2 separate regions of the Mus musculus genome follow, and region 2 is linked to region 1. The links are chromatin contacts, called in public HiChIP or PLAC-seq maps. All regions are on one chromosome and are shown on one strand. Each heading gives the region's core, a stretch centred on a gene start, on an enhancer-like site or on the middle of the called end of the contact. The rest is flanking DNA. Distances are from core to core; before and after follow the strand shown. Region 1 has its middle 22 kb from the start of Arhgef40. Region 2 holds the start of Tmem253 (transmembrane protein 253).

Evidence for each region. HiChIP or PLAC-seq counts read pairs in DNA pulled down with a chosen protein or histone mark.
Region 2: an H3K27ac HiChIP or PLAC-seq map of extraembryonic endoderm stem cells shows a contact between it and region 1. The contact joins the promoter of Tmem253 here to the enhancer-like site in region 1. A contact is called at or near these places in 24 of 39 promoter capture datasets (the 3T3-L1 cell line, 3T3-L1-derived adipocytes, the HPC-7 cell line and 16 more), 2 of 484 Hi-C or Micro-C datasets (bone marrow-derived dendritic cells and liver), 5 of 115 datasets of contacts at active chromatin or transcription factors (CD8 T cells, embryonic stem cells, extraembryonic endoderm stem cells and 1 more) and 3 of 9 other capture datasets (adipose tissue, liver and pancreatic islet).

Annotation. Positions count from the first base shown.
Region 1 is chr14:51,960,080-51,966,484 of GRCm38.p6, forward strand. No RefSeq gene overlaps it. Among named protein-coding and RNA genes, the nearest start is that of Arhgef40, 22 kb to the right of the region's middle. Within about 2 kb of position 2,227, at least 9 of the 459 cell types and tissues checked have an H3K27ac peak or open chromatin away from gene starts, as enhancers often do. A contact at or near this core is called in extraembryonic endoderm stem cells, where this site is marked.
Region 2 is chr14:52,012,486-52,018,890 of GRCm38.p6, forward strand. It overlaps Tmem253 (transmembrane protein 253), which reads left to right and starts at 4,380. Exons shown (of 7, transcript NM_001033805.3): 1 at 4,380-4,456; 2 at 4,571-4,712; 3 at 5,266-5,376; 4 at 5,469-5,525; 5 at 6,057-6,167; 6 at 6,247-6,393. The coding sequence starts at 4,605. The region is part of intron 1 of Zfp219 (zinc finger protein 219); the gene reads right to left.

The DNA.
Region 1 (6,405 bases), core at 977-3,476:
ATTTTTATGGTTGCCTCTTCAGAGTGGGAAACACTACACTGAAAATGGGGTCTACCTCTGGGTGGAGGCATGGCATTGTCTTCTCCTTTAAGAGTTAAGAGGTGGGCAGGACAATCATCTGGCTAAGGGACCAGCCCTCAGAAAGGTAGATCCACCTTAATGATAAGGAGGTAGGAGGAATATTTGGCCCTGTAGTGAACTAATGCACTTTTCCTTCCCAGAATTCCCACCTCGTGTGTTTGTTCACTGTCCACCATGAGGTCCTGTTAGATCTGCTCATCTTTCTGAATTCTGACTAAAAAAGATGTCGCTTTTTCTCTTTCTCTCTGTCTTTCAAATGCTGGCCAGAGTCCAGGTGTGCTTTTCCTGGTACTTTGGACTTGCTCACTCTTTCTCTAAAGCTTCCTGTCTTAGTCACTGTTCCATTGCTGGGGAGAAACACAATGACTCATAAAAAGAAAACATTCAATTGGGGACTTGCTTACTGTTTCCAAGGTTTAACCCATTATCTTCACAACAGTGAGCATCCCAGAATGAATGGCACTAGAACAGTAAGATGAGAACAATATCCTGTTCCACAGGAAGAGTGGGGGCAGGGGGGGCGGCAGAGGGAGAAAGAGAGAGAGAGAGAGAGAAAGAGAGAGAGAGAGAGAGAGAGAGAGAGAGAGAGAGAGAGAGAGAGAGAGAGAAGAGAGAAGAGAGGAGAGAGGAGAGAGAAAGGAGAGAGTCTGGGCTTGGTATGGGCTTTTGAAACTTCAAAGACCATTTCCAGTGACATATTTCTTCCTCTAACAAGGCCACACTGTTTAATCCTTCTAATCCTTTCAAACAGTTCCACTCCCTGGTAACTAAGCGCATGAGCCTTTGGGGGCCATTCTTACTTCAAACCACCATAGCCAACTAGCTTGGAATACATTTTGAGACTTCAGACACAATCAGAAAACTTGTCTTGGGGGGGGGGGCTGGAGAAATGGCTAACTGCTCTTCCAAAGGACCCAGGTTCAGTTCCCAGCACCCATGTGGCAACTCACACCTGCCTAACTCCAGTTCCAGGACTTCTGACACCTTTAGACAGACAGACATGCAGGTAAAATACCAATGAATATAAAAATAAAAACAAATTTAAAAAGAAAAGGAAAAAAAAAAACTTGTCTCAGTAAGGTAGAAGGTAAAAGCTGATTTCCCAAAAATGTCCTCTTACTTCCACACCTGTGCAGAGCAGATAAAAATACTGCACACATACAGTAATAAATATTTAAAAACAAATTAGAAGCTGAAGAGGTGACTCAGTGGTTAAGACCACTTTCTATTCTTACAAAGGACCCAGATTCAGGTACCAATACCTACAAGACTGCTCATAACTGTCTGTAACTGCAGTTTCAGGGCGTCTGCTGCTATCTTCTGGCTTCTGTAGGCACCATGTGCCTGTGGTACATTAACATACATGCAGACCAATGCTTACACTCAAAATAAATACACTTGAAAATAGACGTTGGAAAGACGGCTCAACAGTTGAGAACACTTGCTGGAACATCTGTGTTCCTGGGCTGTGCTTACTCAGACTGGCTCTCCAGAATAAACCATCCCTTATTCCCTTTAAAATGAAAGTTGTGGGGTTTGCACCAGCAGCTGTGACTTCACAACATGGGACTTTGAGAGTGATCCACTTTCCACCGGAAGAACAGCTGCATGGAAGGAGTCCCACTGAGTCCAGGCCCCCCTAAGGTTACTTCCTCAATCCTACTATTGCTGAGTTCTGTTCAGGGCTCTGGACCTCCCTTAAGTTGGTTGGTCCATGATCTATTTTGTTTATTCTGAGTTGGTTAACAAGAATCCTTTGTCAAACACCTTTTTGGTCTGTTTTCAAAGTATTTAGTTTAGAGTGTCTAATTTGTTTGCCCTGAAAGCATTTTGGTCTAGACATTGGGTTTGATTTCTTTCCTTGCTCTTTTACCTCTAACGGGATTCTGGATTCCGACTGTCTAGCTTGTTTTCAGTATTTTGTTCACTTCTAGAACTTTGAGTGCATTTTGGTTTTTGTTTTATTTGTCTTGGTTTTCATCGTCTTTGAAAAGTTTTGATTTATTATCTTTTGGCTTTTGTCTCCTGACACTCTTCCTCAAATGCACGATCTTCCGTCTTTCTGCTGCTTCTCCAGTGACCTCACCAAAGACTTTAGCTTAGGAATTTTGTGAGCGCCTGGCGATAAGACAAGAGGCACTTGTTTCTCCTGATGATAAAGGCACTGAAGAAAAGAGGCACTTGTTCCCTCCCACACAAAGTGTGGAGGGGTCTGGGAGAAGCAACCCAACAAACCCGGATCCCTGGTCAGAAGGACGTTTACTGACTAACCCCAGGAAGACTCACTTGACTCGGTTCACTCAGTGTCTTAAACCCCTTCACATTTGAGTGAGATACAAGATAACCCAAAGACCCAGTTGGAAAATATGGTCTCAGAGGACATGCTGAGTTGATCCATGTGTGGTGTGTGTGTGTGTGTGTGTGTGTGTGTGTGTGTGTGTGTCTGTTTGTATGCATCTATGTATGTGTGTGTGTGTGTATATATATATATATATATATATGTGTGTGTGTGTATATATATATATATGGAAGTGTGTGTGTATGTTTATGTATGTATATGTGTTTGTATTTTTATATGTATATGTGTTTATGTATATGTATATATGGGGAACAAGTTTTCCAAAAGAAGGAAATGTTTGGAAATAAACTGCCATCGGGTACTCTAGCTGATTTTATATAATGATAACTACTAACTTCCAAGTATTTAAAAAGATGAAGAGAAACATTTCCTACCTCCAAACTGCTTTATATTGTACACTTAACTAAGTCCTAGACAATGAAGTTAAAGCACACACACACACACACACACACACACACACACACACACACACACGCACACGCACACGCACACACACAAAAGCAGGCTGCCTTAACTAAAATGTGAGATGATCTGGGAGTAAAAAAATAGAAGTGGTAACTCATAATAATAACAACAACAACAATAAAGAGTGCCAGGAGGTGATGGTGCACATTTTAATCCCTGCACTCCAGAGATAGAGGTAGGAGGATCTCTATGAGTTCAAGTCCAGCGTGGTCTACATAACGAGTTCCAGGACAACAAGAATGGTTAGCAGAGAACTGTGTCTCAAAAGCCAAACAAACAAGCCCCCCCCATTAATAATAAAGAGCTCTTCAAAGAAAAATCTGTACCTGTGAGCTAAAATGGGTGCTAAAACGATGAATTAATAAATCTTTTTATTGGGCTGGAGAGATGGCTCAGAGGTTAAGAGCTCTGGTTGCTCTTCCAGAGGTTCCTAGTTCAATTCCCAGCAACCACATGGTGGCTCATAACCATCTATAATGAGATCTGGAACCCTCTTCTGGCCTTCAGACAGACATGCAGGCAGAATGCTGTATACAGAAAAAATAATACATCAATCTTAAAGAAAAAAAAGAACAATAAATCTTTTTATCACAATCACAGGTAAATTCTAAAGTAACTCCCTCTTCTCTGGCCTGGCTTCTTTATCTCTGATTTTTTAGTTTCCCTTGAGCAGCTTTTTCTTTTAACTCTCATGCTTATTATACAAACCAGCCCTAAGCTTCCTTTCAGCCTTAGAGCCAAAAATTTCAGTCTAACCGCCCCACCTCAGTCTCCCCACCCCTGTTTGTGCCCCTGGGAGGTCCCTACAGCTTAGGGGAATTCAGGTTAATGACAATCAAATTAAGCCATGTCTGTGTCACCTCTGTGGCCAACATTCCTGAGGATTTTCACTGACAACATCTTCAAGCATCTTGGGGAGTTTCCCCGTCTGTCATTTGGCTGAGCCATCCTATTAAACATGGGCTCTGGTGTTGCTTTGCTTCTGTTTTTCTCACAAGAAACCCACTAAATATTTGAGTGAGCTAACATCAAAGTGGACATTCCCTAGACCCATGCATACTCTGCTTCTGGGACTTATGTAATAACACGTGGCTTTTGGGGGGGGAGAACATCTCTGAAAACTTGATTCCTCTCATGTAGTGGGTCTGGTAGATAAAAAGACACTCTAAACAGACACTTATGTCTCTCAGTCTAATCACCAGACAGTTGCAAGAATGGGCCCTAAGGATATAGGAGTTTTGATGGAAATCTCATGCCTTGAGAGGGAAAGAACTCCAGGCAGAACTGAATTTGCCTCTCTGAAAGAGATTTCAGTTTGAATAACTTGTCAAACAACCTTATGAGATGAAACTAAAACCTAGGGAATGAAGAAGAGTCAGTGGTGGTCATAGCAGTACCTTGACCAAGACTGCTTAGATGTGCATACCCTTGGCTGTGTGAGTGTGTATGTATATGTGTGTAAGTGTGTGTGTACATACCTATACATAATGCATACATACATACATACATACATACTTACATACATACATACATACATACACACACACACACACACACTACTTCAGGACCCTAAAGATAGGCTTGAGGAGTTTGCAGGATCTCTGTCTGTCTTTCCCATGTGACTACATTAAATACATCTGCCTTTCCTGCTTTCCACTTTTAAGTTTGCTCTTTTAATTTGATTGCTGTGGTCAAGTGGCCTCACCTGACTTGACACAAGTTGTGACCACCAGCAGTCTGAGACACAATTAGAAAACACCCCCTTCAGCAAAGGGGTGAAGAGAGAGAGAGAGAACCTGAAGTATACATGACAAACTTCACCTATGATCTTTTGTGTTACCAAGCCTTTCCCCTGTCTTAAAGAAATACAGTAAACTTACTCCTTTTTTTCCTCAACTGAGTGAACCTAATGTCATATAACTGTGACATGTGTCTATAACAGTTGTATTAATATATTTTTGGTTGTTTTCTTATGTTATTTGTATCAAAGGTTTTTGGTTTGGTTTGATTTGGTTTGGTTTGGTTTGGTTTGGTTTGGTTTGGTTTGGTTTGGTTTGGTTTGGTTTGGTTTGGTTTTAATAAACTCTGGTCACATAAGTTCTCTTTTTAAAATCATTTTTAAACTTTTTATTAATTCTTTGTGAATTTCATATCATACATACATATACATACATACATACATTCATACATACTACTTCAGGACCCTAAAGATAGGCTTGAGGGGGCACCCCAATCCCATTCATCTCCCCATCTCCTCCATATCCACCCTCCACCCAAAAGAAATCTCCCCACCAAAAGAAAACAAACAAAGCAAAATCTTTCACTGTGGAAGATGTGGTGTGTCTTGGTATGTATCACACATACCAAGCTTTTGTCTAAACAGCTTTTCTTGCAAATGTTCATTGCAGTGAATCATTGGTCTGGTTTGAGGCCTCTGGCTACACTACCAATACTGGATCCTCACTGGGACCCCTCTGGGATATCCTGTTGTTGCCCTGTATAGTGGAGATCTTGCAGCTTTGGATATGCAGGACCGGGCCCTTCATGTGCTATAGCAGTTTGTGGATGGGGTAGATGTTGGGTTGGGCCAACTCAAAGCCCTGGATCTGGACCTGGGTGGTAGCTGAGTTGGTCGGTCTGCCAGCTCTCCCATGCTCACTGCCAGAGCCATGATGGGGGCGGGGGTTGGGGGTGGGGTAGCTCACCCGCATGCCACAACCAGTGAGGGGTGGAACTTGCTCTGCACATTCCTCAGACATCAACATGGCTCCAGGCAGCAGCCCAGACCAGGGATATCTGCATGACCTTTGGTAATAACATGGCCATAGACATCTACACAGACACCCCCACCCCCACCCCACTGCTGCATCACTGTGAATCCAGACACCGTCCCAGGTGGCATCACAGGCTCCTCACACCGGCTCCTCCTCACTACCCTCGTGTCTCCAGTTCCACTCCCTTCACTGTACACACAGCACTCAGCTTCTCTCTCTCTTCCTCCTCTCCACCACTCACTTGCTCACCTTACTGGTATCCAGAACCTGCAAAAACAACATCTTTGGGAACATTGAATGTTTTATAAACCTTCAGTGTTATATTCATAGATTTTTAAATAAGGTTTCATTCCAAAACAGATTCTCTTTGATATAATATATATAAATATAATATATGCTGCCGGGCGTGGTGGCACACACCTTTAATCCCAGCACTTGGGAGGCAGAGGCAGGCAGATTACTGAGTTCGAGGCCAGCCTGGTCTACAAAGTGAGTTCCAGGACAGCCAGGGCTACAGAGAAACCCTGTCTCAAAAAACCAAAAATAAATAAGTAAATAAATAAATAAACAATTATAAAATTCATATGATTTCTTCAAAATACTCCTAATATAAAACTGTTAAATATAAACCTTTTTAAATTCATGTTGGCACATACATAAATTAATAGATAGATTTACTGAACATGTCAATGCTCTCTCTTGGAGAATTATTATGAATTGTGCTTA
Region 2 (6,405 bases), core at 3,130-5,629, 55 kb after region 1:
CTCACCAGAACAAGGACCCCCACACTTCTGCATGTAGCAGTTTCCAGGGTGGAAAGCAGAGACGCATTAGAAGGTACAAATGGATTTCTCCTCAGGGGAAGTTCCCCAGAAGGCGGCCTAAAATCAGTAAAAATCCACCGAGACCTCCTAGGCCCAGTCAAGATGGCTTCCGTCATTTCTACATCAAACCAGGTCTCGGGCACCAGAGCTCATAAATTGCTCTCAATAAGGGAGTTCCAACAGAGACGGAGTCTGTGACCTGGTTTGGAACCTAAGTCAGACATGTATTGTCTGTGGACAATCCTCACATTTTTCTATACTCAAGGCTTAAAACACCACCTCTGAGCCTTGGCCAGAGAGTGGTACTGACCTACTTTCCACACACAGTGGGAATCAAGGGTTACCTTGTTCCTGTTTGTATTTTTGCAGGGATGCAGGACCAGTGTTACAAATTAGAAATATTTCCAAAGCAACAGGCCAATTACTTTCACAGACTAGGAGAGCCGATGCAGAAGTGGTAAGTGCAAATCCTACTGAGAATGAATGGATGGTGAAAAGACGTACGTACGGAAGAATCCATCAAATAAAGGACTGAGAAAGCTGCCCCTCCCACCCCAAATCTTGTGATTCGAAGATTTTTAAGGTCAAGTATTCAGTAAAAAAGATCAGAGTCTCTGGGGCCTAGCAGTAATTAGGCCTCTGTCTCTGGCCATCCCCAACATATGATTTCTTTCCCCCTCTCGTCGGCAATCTCCCCTCTCCTAAATCAGCTAACAAATACGAACCCCAGTGCTAGATGAGAGTAAATGGAAAGGGGGCTTATTAGATAGTCCAGAGTCAAGACCACCTGGAGAACACACACAAGAGAACAACTCACTTGTAAGGTCTCTCCATGGCTCTCTGAACCTGGATGCTCTGAGAGCTGTTTCAAATCCACATTACACTGAACCTGGACACCTTTTAAAATGAGTTCTTGGGGAAAGGACTGGGGGGGGAGGGGTGCGGGGGGGAACAGCATGAAATTTCAGTTATTGGCTCCCATAGTAACTATGAAGAGGTGAGAGGGAGGTACAATACACACACACACACACACACACACACACACACACACACAATCTTATCCTAGACCCATGTTCTAGCATGTCCTAACTTGACCCCATTCTGAAAGTTCTGAGGAGCCTGGGATTGGGGAGTAAGGAGGACATGTATACAGCCTTAAGTCTCTTTAACTAGAGCTGGCCCTAAAAAGTCAGTGTTAGTGCCTGTATGAGCCTCAGTTCTCAGGCTGAGAGGTGGGTAGGAGATGATCTGGGAAAATACCCCTCTCAAAAACTGGTACGCAAGCAGAGCAGGACCTGTGATCTCACACGAGAGACTCCACCAGCACACCTCACACTCCACCCGTGGAAAATAAACCAGGAGGAGAATGGGGGCAGGGTTGGGAGATAGGGAGGCCAGAGCTCAGCTACCCCGGGCCAGGAGAACAAAAGCGGAGTTACAGCCGCCTCCGCGGCTGCCGCCGGCCGAGCTCTTTGTGACACTTTGTTTGGGACACAGAGAGAAGCACCCCCATCCTCTCCCCTCCCCCGCCCCGTGCCCTGCCGGTCCCCGAGAGTTAGGGCTCCTTCCCCCCACCCCCACCCGCTGCACCTGGGCTGGGGCGCACCTCCACTGTGCTCACGGCTCTCCCACCGCGCACCCCCAGGCCCCCTGCACCCCAGGCCGCGGCGCCCGGCCTCACGGTCCCTACAAAGCCGCGCGCCCCCGCCCCGCGCCGCGGCCCTCCCCTCCGTGCGGGGCTCCCGGCTCCCCCACCTGGCCCCCTCCTCGGACCCCCCACCCCAACTCTCACGCCGGCCCCGCCGCCCCCACCCCGCCCCCCGAAGCGGCGGGCGAAGTTTGCCGGGGCCGCGCGGCGCCCCTCCCCCGCCCCCGCCCCCTGCACCTGCTCCGCGCGCGCCCCCTCCGGGAGGGGCGGGGAGGGCGGCGGCGGGGGGGCGCGGGGGGAGCGGCTACTCACGAGCCCCGGCGGGCGGGCGGCGGCGCGGGCGGCGGCGGCGGCGGGCCGGCGGCGCGGGCGTCAGCGTTACGTGGGGCCGGGGGAGATGCGCCGGGCCCCGGCCCCCCCGCCCCCGGCCCGGCCCCCGCCCCTCCCCGGCCCTCCGCCCCCGGCCCGGCCCGCATTGTGTGCGGCGGGAGGCGGCCGGGCCATTAGCATGCGGGGGGCGGCGCGGCCGGCAGCGCGCTCGGGCTCCGGGGCCGGGGGACCCCCGGAGCGGCAAGAGGCGGCCGCCAGGGGGTGCGGGCCTTGGGGGGGCCCGGGGCGTCGCGCGAGGAGGAGGGGGCGGGGGTGGGGCGCGCAGACCGTTCCTCGAGGGGACTGGAGGAGATTGTGAAAGGTCATCTTGTCCTTCCCCCAGCCTCCAAGCAGGCTGCCCCTCCCACCCTAGACCCGGACATACCAGGGAAGGAGTTGGCTCTGCCGCTGCTTCTGCCCCAACATGCACAGGCTCGGGAAGTTCTTCCTGGGGTTTTATCTCAAAGCCTCTCCCTTACAATTTGTCTCTCTTTTGGGAGAGGAGGAGGGGCGATTATAGAGATAGTTAATGTCTGCCGTACAAGAAACATTATTAAAGTTACTCTTCCGCCTTTGCCGGTCTTGATAAACACTTCTCGCTCCTGCTTCACGAATTCTATTTTCCGTTCTTTAAGACACTTTAATGGCTCTTCAATGCAACAATATTTACTGAGTGCTTACCAAGCACCCGGCGCTGTGCTCGACACTGGGGGTATGCAGAGAGAAGGGGATGTGTTACTTTCTCTCGGCACGATTATAGCCCAAACAGTAGTTGCACACTCCTAAGTGGCATACTCAGATTTAGTCAATATTTACTCGATGATTGTTCACGTATTTAGCAGCATGAGATCTTTCCAGTAATCCTCTCTCATATAACCTCCATTTACAGAAAAAGTAGGTTCTCTCCTTCCACTGACCTGCAAATTCAGGGACATCGTAAGGCCTCTATCTCAACCTTGCCATTAAATAAAATCGACTCTCTTGGTGATTGAAAAGACAGGAACTAGGCACAATTTGTCTGGTTCCCTTTAAACTTGGGTCCCCAGTGCCCAGGAAATCAGCATGGATACAGTGCTCCAGTGGTGTTGGCTGGGCAGTAGGGCAGAAGTGGCTCATGAGGAAAGCTAGTTTTCTCCCCCTTCCTCCTGGGCCTCCGCTCCCTGGGATCTTCTGGCTCAGTTTCTTTTATTTATGGTGGTTATAAATAATAGCCACCTCCTTCTGTGGTGTGTACCGGGCTAAGCTAATTCCTATGCATTTTCTCTTCATGCTCAAGGCAACCCCTTGAGATTGGTATTGTTCATTTCCTTTTTACAGATAAGGAAACAGATTAAGCAACTTGACTGAGGTCAGCCAGATAGACCAGGGACCCAGGCACAGGGAGTATCATCTCGAGACCTCAGGCTCTTTCCTGTACTAGCTCGGTAAGGTATACATTCAGGCCAGCTGGCTCTCTTTCTTAAATGTGGAAATAAATGTTCTCACCTTAGCTTCTGGGCAAGCCCTGTGGTAATATGTACAGCAATCACATACAGCAATCACATCTGTACATGACCTTCTCAGCACCATTAATGGCGCCCTACCCACCCAGGAATCAACTTCCCTTTGGGGGAGGGGGAGATTGTAGTTAGTTCTGATTATCAGGGAATGAAGTGGAGTTCAATTAGGTAAAATAATGTAGCCAAGGTCACGGTCCTGAAAGGGTGACAGAACTGCGATTCTAGCCCAGGCCTTTGGAGACCTTTGTAATGCAAAAATATTGTTGGTATAGATCTTTTCCAAACCAGCACCTAGGTACCGGGTCTTCACTGGGTCAGAAACAATCCCCAGTGTACAAGGCTTTCCCTCCCTTTAATCAACTAGTCAAAACCCTGGGATGGATCCTTAGTGTCACCCTTAGAAAAAAGTGAGGAAAAGAAACTGCCCAGAGAAACCAGGGGAGCGGGGATGAAAACTGGTCTGGGAACAGGGTTCCCAGTGGAGCAATCCAGACAGTAACACAGACTCTCACTAGGGCAGAATGAGTAACTTGAGGAGGAAGCCAAAGAACAAAGACTGAATGGAAATAAGGGAGACTGAGGTCTAGGACGATTTTGTCCAGAGCGATGAAGTAAGTGAACCCTGAGGAAGGGCAGAAAGAGGGCAATAAAGGGGGACTACTGAGGCAGGCTGGGTGGCCGGCCAGTGGAGTGAGCTGAGGCTCCTGTCTAGGAAGGCCACTCCCTGAATCTTTAGGCCCTCATAGTGACCTTTGCCCCACCACACCTCAGCTCTCTGACAGACTATGTGCCAGGAAAAGACTGTCTGCTCTGAGCTACCAGGCCCCTAAGGAGTACTGTGACCCAGCGGAGTTGCAACCCATTGGAGTGACCGCTTCAGGTAGGTGTAAGGTTTCTGGGCCTCAACCCTGAATTAGGAGTGGGCAGAGGGGTCAATGAAAGAGATGTTGTGTGTTCCCATTTCCTGAAAAGCCCCATAATGAATTTTTTGCAGCCTAGGAAATACCACTCTTACAGTCAAGCGAGCAATGGATCAAAATGCTAATCAGCCAAGACAGGAGAGACCCAGCGTTCGCCTGGAAAAGCTACAGCACTGGGCAAGACACAAGCAAAGTGGACGCCTACTGGTGCTGGCGGTGAGGCCAGGTTGCCCCGCTTCAGGTTTTCGCTGACTGTACACAGTTCAATTCCACTCATGTTCAGTGAGCACAAACCATGCACCAGAAACTGTGCTGGGGACTGGGGGTGGGGGGAAGAAAGAAATGTACAAATTAACAAAGCAAAACCCTTCATTTCCAAGTAGCTTGCCTTTACCTTTGGGGAAAACATGAAGGTAAGCGAACTATAAAATGAGACAGAAAGAACAAAGGGGCATCTCATTTCTGATCTCACTTTTTAGCTGGGTGTGGTGGCGCACGCCTTTAATCCCAGCACTCAGGAGACAGAGGCAGGCGGATTTCTGAGTTCGAGGCCAGCCTGGTCTACAAAGTGAATTCCAGGACAGCCAGGGTTACACAGAGAAACCCTGTCTCGAAAAACCAAAAAAAAAAAAATCTCAATTTTTAGTCTGCCTTCGCACAGGTACTTTACTAAGCATTTATCCTAACTAATGATATCTAAACGAGGAAAATACTGTGCAGAGGGAAAAGTCCCCAGTAGTCCCCTCTAACTGCCCTGTCTGGCTTCCAGGTGAGCCAAGTGTGGCTGGCAATAGCTATGGTCCCCTTTACTATCTCAGTTTCCTGCTTGACCTCTGCCTGTCACCTGGTCACAGCACTGCCACTTTGGCCCGGAGCCTCGGTAAGACCCACCATAGGGAGGGTGAGAGAAAGGTTGGGGGGGGGCCTCTCTAACAAAGCTAGAGTTCACAGTTTGCCCTTCTAACCATTTAGGGCCTCCTCACTGGCATTATCACCCTTGAACTCCGAAGAGCACCTTGCATCTGGAAGGTGAGACAAGAGAATAGAGGCCTCCTCCCATTCTCCCAGTGCACACACACACACACACACACACACACACCTCAACCAAAAAAGGGATTTATCCTCTCAGGTGTCTGTCCCTGACTGAAGCAATTAAGTAAGAATGTCAGAAAGCTAACCATCCTGTTTGAAAGTAGGGAAATAGGAGCAGACATTTGTTAGTTGCTTGTTTGGTGTGTGTGTGTGTGTGTGTGTGTGTGTGTGTGTGTGTGTGTGTGTGTGAGACTGAACCCAGAAACACATGCGCAGTAGGCAAACACTAGCCCTGGGCTAAAGCCTCAGCCCCCACCCCCATAAGTTACTCAGGATGGTCTTGAACATATCCTGTAGCTCAATCAGGTCTTGACCTTTTGATCCTCCTGCCTCAGCCTCCCAAGTGTCGGGGATTACAGGCCTCCACTAGTCCTGTGCCTGAGTTTTGTTTTCAGCTAGGTCGTAGGTGGAGTTTGAGTTTGCAGTGAGTCTCCCAAGCTGGTCAGGGCTGAGCTGGCTCACTGGTAGGTGCGGGCCATGATGATATCCAACACCTTCAACCTGATCTTGGGCTTCGTTGCGGTGGTGATAGAGGTGATGAAGACAGCCTTGGGAACTGCCTCTATGGACTCCTCCCAGGTACTGGTAAATGAAGGCGGAAGGGCAGAAGAAAACAGGGGCTATACCCACAAAAGCATCCTCACCCTACGACCTGCAGTCGACAGGGTTGCTGGTGCTGGAGCTGAGCGCGGAGGCCTTCACCCTAGCGGGAGTGCTGGTCTCCACATATGCCCTGTTCTTGCTGAGCCAGAGGAAGCCTGGATACTTCAAGAGGTCAAGGCTGCAGTACCGGGAGCTACAGGAGGTAGGGGGTACA